2 separate regions of the Mus musculus genome follow, and region 2 is linked to region 1. Evidence: chromatin contacts called from public Hi-C data. All regions are on one chromosome and are shown on one strand. The core of a region is the stretch at or near the end of the contact, and the rest is flanking DNA. Distances in the headings are between cores, read along the strand shown.

What was found. A called contact is a pair of places that touch in the nucleus more often than the background predicts.
Region 2: a contact with region 1 is called in a Hi-C map of the G1E-ER4 cell line, with 2.5 times the contacts expected there. The contact joins two enhancer-like sites. A contact is called at or near these places in 8 of 39 promoter capture datasets (the C10 cell line, the HPC-7 cell line, cranial neural crest and 5 more), 2 of 15 datasets of contacts at CTCF or cohesin (the NIH/3T3 cell line and pro-B cells), 44 of 484 Hi-C or Micro-C datasets (the 3T3-L1 cell line, 8-cell embryo, the AML12 cell line and 24 more), 10 of 115 datasets of contacts at active chromatin or transcription factors (the 230-238 cell line, the HPC-7 cell line, the NIH/3T3 cell line and 5 more) and 4 of 9 other capture datasets (adipose tissue, bone marrow-derived macrophages, liver and 1 more).

What each region holds. Positions count from the first base shown.
Region 1 is chr11:4,317,998-4,320,697 of GRCm38.p6, forward strand. No RefSeq gene overlaps it. Among named protein-coding and RNA genes, the nearest start is that of Gm24803, 4.9 kb to the right of the region's middle. Within about 2 kb of position 1,429, at least 20 of the 459 cell types and tissues checked have an H3K27ac peak or open chromatin away from gene starts, as enhancers often do. A contact at or near this core is called in the G1E-ER4 cell line, the HL-1 cell line, Th1 cells and 4 more, where this site is marked.
Region 2 is chr11:4,422,343-4,425,155 of GRCm38.p6, forward strand. Hormad2 (HORMA domain containing 2) reads right to left here. Exons shown (of 11, transcript NM_029458.1): 4 at 2,414-2,477; 5 at 1,929-1,965. Among named protein-coding and RNA genes, the nearest start is that of Hormad2, 17 kb to the right of the region's middle. Within about 2 kb of position 1,344, at least 69 of the 459 cell types and tissues checked have an H3K27ac peak or open chromatin away from gene starts, as enhancers often do. A contact at or near this core is called in the G1E-ER4 cell line, the HL-1 cell line, Th1 cells and 4 more, where this site is marked.

The DNA.
Region 1 (2,700 bases), core at 179-2,678:
AGTTCAAGCTTCTTGGAGTAAGACAGTGTGGCATAACAGAATCTCTGAGGAGGAAAATCCAAGGAGGGAAAGAGATTAGAGAAGGCAGGGGAGAGGAGTCCTCAAGTCTAATGAGAGCCTGTGCTAGTTCAGGCTCCAGTAGGCATGAGAAAGACAGAGGAAGCTCTAAGAGTTGGCAAGAGACAGAGCAGGCAGGAAAGAGATGTCCTTAGATGGGTGGCAGAACAAGGAGGAGTTCCGGGGCACTTAGAGAAGGAGTCATAAATAAGAGCCCTGCCAGAGGGAGAGTTCCATCAACAGCACAGAGGAAGTACAACGCTGTAAGGAATAAGTGTCGAGGGGCAGAGTCTCAGTTTGAGGACACCTGCAAGCTGTCTAGAAAAGCTGCCTAACACACCAACAGGACCTTGGTAGCAAATTCCAGAGAGAGAGAGAGAGAGAGAGAGAGAGAGAGAGAGAGAGAGAGAGAGAGAGAGAGAGAGAGAGGTTCCGCAAGCCAACAAAAAGCAGAGACAGAGCAGGCAGCTCTCAGAGGACTCTTGCCTGAGGAGCCAGGAAGAGACAAGATGGGGAGAAGAGTAGGTGGCCACTCTACCAGTGGGAGGGGAATGGCTAAGGAGATGGACTGTAAGATTTGGAGTTGAACATGGTGAGAGGTAGAAGCCAGAGTAGAGGTGAGTAATCCACATACAGGAAGGCCAAATCAGCACTTTGCTTTAGTTAGGAGGAAAAGGACTGTTCAAAAAGGGGGGACCCAGGTTTGGGTTCCAAATTAAGAAAGGGCATAGTGAAACAATTAACTAGACCACTGCATGGGCAGAAAAATGTATTGGGGATCAGATTACCAAGCTGTCTTGGGCAGTTCAGGGGCTGTTTACTGAGACGAGCTGTGCTGAATGACCGGGAACAGGTACTCTTGCCTGAGGTAGCTGACGTTTGAGGGGCAGATTTAGGGAGGTTTCTGGCAAAAAGAGACCCATCTCTAGGCTTTTGTTTGCCCAATAAGTTCTTTGCCCAGCCAATGTCCTTCTCTTTAGGGCATTGTCATCAACACTGCCATTTTGGGGGGCCGTTTTAGACCTAACAATATGTAGTCACAGGAGCAACCCCATATTTTATGACTAGCTTAAAGTACACACATACCCAGTACACCCACACACTTACTTTCTGGATGGCTGGAAAAAAATATGCACCCTTATGCACGCTCTCACCTCACCCCCCTCGTGAACCTTTTGGTCAGTTACAGGAAGGCGATAGTTCAAACTGAAAGGAAGGCAGGTCTTCTTTTGATATGTCAACAAACAATTCATTTATCCCTTCTCATTTTGTACGGTCTGAAAGTCTGATGCATGTGTGTATGCTGTGTGTGTTTCCTTATGTCACTGGCAAACAGCAGTGGATATGGAAAGAAGAAGTGGGCCAAAGCAGAGTTCCGTTATTGTGCTGGGCCCGTGTCTGTCCCGCCATCAATCCATCATAGGTTCTTCAGGGATGGATATTTACTTGTACCAGGAACATGGCCGCCTGAGTCAGATGCCCTGCTGAAATAGGAGGCACATCAGAACCCGAACTGATCCACTTCACCTCTGCACAGAATTACAGAAACTATGCAGAAAGACCAGGACCAGAGGGCTTTAGCATGCATGGTACTTACTGCCGAGCTTACCCGCCTGAAGCTTCGCCTCAAGAAGAGAACCGACTCCTGCAAGCTGCCCTCTGACTGCCACATGTGCACCCACCCCCACACACACTTAGAAAAGACCAAGTTATAGTCCAACTCCAGCATCCGCCTGACTCATCTTGTGAAACAGAAATAACCGCAAAAGCTAAGAAATGATAACTCAGAATGTTTGACTCTTTAGTATTTATTTTATGTATATGAATATTTTGCCTGCATGTGTGTATGTGTGCTATGTGTGTGCCTGGTGCCCCAGAAAGTCACAAGAGGGTGTTGGATTCCCTGGAACTGGAATTACTGATGGTTTGAGCCATTGTGGGGGGTGCTAAAAACGGGAAGCTAGATCCTCAGCAAGAGCAGCAAGTGTCCTTAACCATGGAGCCATCTTACCACCTCTCCTGACCCAGGTTTCCTCTGTGTAGCCCTGGCTATCCTGGAACTAGCTCTTTAGACCAGGCTGCCTGCCTCTGCTTTCTGAGAGCTGGGATTAAAGGCGTGTACCACCACAGCTGGCTTTGCCTCTTTTTTTTTGATTTTTGGTTTTTGTTTTAGAATTAATTTTTTTATTAGGTATTTTCCTCATTTACATTTCCAATGCTATCCAAAAAGTCCCCAATACCCCCCCCCCCCACTCCCCTACCCACCCACTTCCACTTTTTGGCCCTGGCGTTCCCCTGTACTGGGGCATATAAAGTTTGCAAGTCCAGTGGGCCTCTCTTTCCAGTGATGGCCGACTAGGCCATCTTTTGATACATATGCAGCTAGAGTTAAGAGCTCTGGGGTACTGGTTAGTTCATAATGTTGTTCCACCTATAGGGTTACAGATCCCTTTAGCTCCTTGGGTACTTTCTCTAGCTCCTCCATTGGGGGCCCTGTGATCCATCCAATAGCTGACTGTGAGCATCCACTTTTGTGTTTGCTAGGCCCCGGCATTGTCTCACAAGAGACAGCTATATCTGGGTCCTTTCAGCAAAATCTTGCTAGTGTATGCAATGGTATCAGCGTTTAGAAGCTGATTATGG
Region 2 (2,813 bases), core at 94-2,593, 100 kb after region 1:
AGTGTTAGGGGAACCCTCAAATGAGGGACAATTTTAGCGGCAGGACAAGATGGAGCTAGGCAGGCCATGCATAGGGTCTGGACAGACCTTTTTGAGCAAGAGGAACAGTATGTGGAAGATACTGGCATCCTAGAGAGTCTTCGTGTAGCCTGAGCATGGGAGTGAGGGAGGGTGTCTTAGAAAATCAATAGGGACATTCAGGCCTGCTCGATCGTGCAAACAGCTTTGAACACTTTTTTAAATTCCTGGGAAATTTTTAGGCATAAAGGATAACATGATCAGAGTTCAGTTTCTGAAAGAATGTAGTGTGGTTCACGAGCAGGAATTGTGAGAGATGAGAGGGGCAATAGGGGAAGTACCCAGAATTTCATAACTAGTAAGACCATGTTCTTCAACAGGACATCTTCCAAGGGCACTTGCTACTTGAAACCTGGTTTTACTTGAACTACTCTTTGTTTCTTTGGGTTTTCTTGAGACAGGGTTTCTATATAACAGTCCTGGTAGTCCTGGAACTCACTCAGTAGGTCCCACTGGCCTGAAACTCACAGAGACCTGCCTCTACTTCCTGAGTGCTGAGTTTAAAGGCTTGCGTCACCAGTGACCTGCTTTTTTATTCCTCTTCCTCCTCTTCCTCTTCCCCCACTCCTTTCTTCTTTGTAAGAAACAGGGTCTTGTCACCGCGTGGATGGCCTTGATCAGGACTGTTAGCTGAGATCTCTGGAGTGAAAGAGGGTCTTGTCACGCGTGGACGGCCTTGATCAGGTTAGCTGAGATCTCTGGAGCTGCCCTTCTGAAGGATTCAGAGTTTTTGCATAACTTAGTCCCAAGACATACCTGGCGAACCAGGAAATCTCCTGACTGAACTGCTTAGGTAATCGGCCTTCACACAACTCCTACATCAGATAAGAGGTTTTGCTATGCGGAAATTGTCTTGCTAAAAGTGCCTTTTTTGTGTAACAATAAAGAACTTATGAAAAGTTCCTAGGTGTTCAGTACTTCCGAGGCTAATCCATCCCGCTGCGCTGCCGAGAAGCCAAATTCATCCTGCAATGTCTCTTTCTCAACCCAGACCCCAGACAACCAATAATTTAGCAACAGGTACAGCTGAACCAGTAGATAACTAGCAATCATTAGCCCTCATATGAGCAACACTCACCTCCTGCCATGTCTCTAAGCCCTTCCCTGATCTGTCTTATCTTTGTATCCCTCTGTCCCCTGGGTCAAAATGGAATGAATGTGAGTAACTGTTCACCCAAGGTGGGAAGGAGTGAGGGACTCCGTGACTACATTACTGACACAATGGCAAGCCTCTTCACTGCAGCTTAACGTGGAGCTGACGAGTGAAGACTTGGGGGAATGGAGCAAGCATAGGAGCAGGGGTTTCATTCAGGTGCATCGCATCTCTTCAGCCAGACCTTGAGCCTTCATTCTTCACATTCTTCATTCGTGTCTACTGAAGCATGAGAGAGCATACGCACTTAAAATCTGGGCTGTGTCTTTTAAAAGTTCAAAGTTATACACAGGAGTTATAATTAACAAAATAAAATAGAGTAAAACTTCATTATTTAACTATTTCTTCTTTTCCATCTGCAAACCGAGTCACCGCTATTTAGAACATGTTCAACGTGCTAACTACCAGATTCTTGTCTTCCTTAACCCACATCCTGTGGATCTTGTCCAGTGACTTCAGAGGAAATTCTGTGGTTAAAAAAGATATGCGTATATAAAAAGGAAAACGAAGCTTTCGTTTCTATTTGTTGTAAGGGAGACAACAGTGAGGCGACACAGACAAAATAAAAGAAAATCGACTAACAAATAAAAAAGCAAGCACTGCTATACTGTTAAACACTACAAAATAAAATGTCTAAACTTTTTTAAGGAGTAAAGATGAGTCTTTAATTTGGAGGTAAATTTTCAAAAATTCTTACGTATCTCTTTTCCAAAGCATCAAAACAACCTTGAATCCTGTCAAGAAATAATATCCAATGTCACTTTAGCCCATATGAACAGCCAAAAAAATAAATCCAAGTATGTAATTAGTTTGCACTTCTATTTTGCAGTATATAAATTAACAATCATTCTGCCCGTTCTGTTTAACCACCTTTTAAAACCCCAAGCCATTCCCATATATCTATAGAATATTATAAATAACACACAGCTCTGAAGCACAGAAGTGTTCTCTCTCTTCCCAGCACAGAATGGTAGTAAACACAAAGGTATATAGTGAATAATCGCAGTTAGGATTTTTTTTTCTTTATATAAGTCTATTTTCTTCTAAAATGAAATCAATAGTTTAAAATAATACTGAATAATTGCTACAATTTTCAGGAAAGAGGGCTAATAAAGTATTCTCTTTTTAGGAAAAGATTTTAGAAAATAAAGTTTGATGGGCAATTTTACAGAATTTACTTACCATTTAATAATATGTAATGACCCCGGACACTTTTTGTCTTCCCGGAGAATTTTTAAACTGAGGTCTAGAAAAAAAGAAACATCACTGTTATACTGAAAACTTCATGCTAAATAAAGCATTTCCTTTATTTTTTTATTTGTAAAATTTAGTTTTTCAAGACAGGGTTTCTCTGTGTAGCCTTAGCTGTCCATAAACTCACTCTGTAGACCAGGCTGACCTTGAACTCAGAGATCCACCTGGCTCTGCCTCCTGAGTGCTGGGATCAAAGGTGTACACCGCCACTGCATGGCACGTTTTGATGTTTAAACACCCACTTTATACATGAATCCTATGTGGATAGTTCCCTCAGTCCTAGTTCTGGAGCAGTGTAGCAGACTCCCACTCTGGTCTCTTTTCCTTA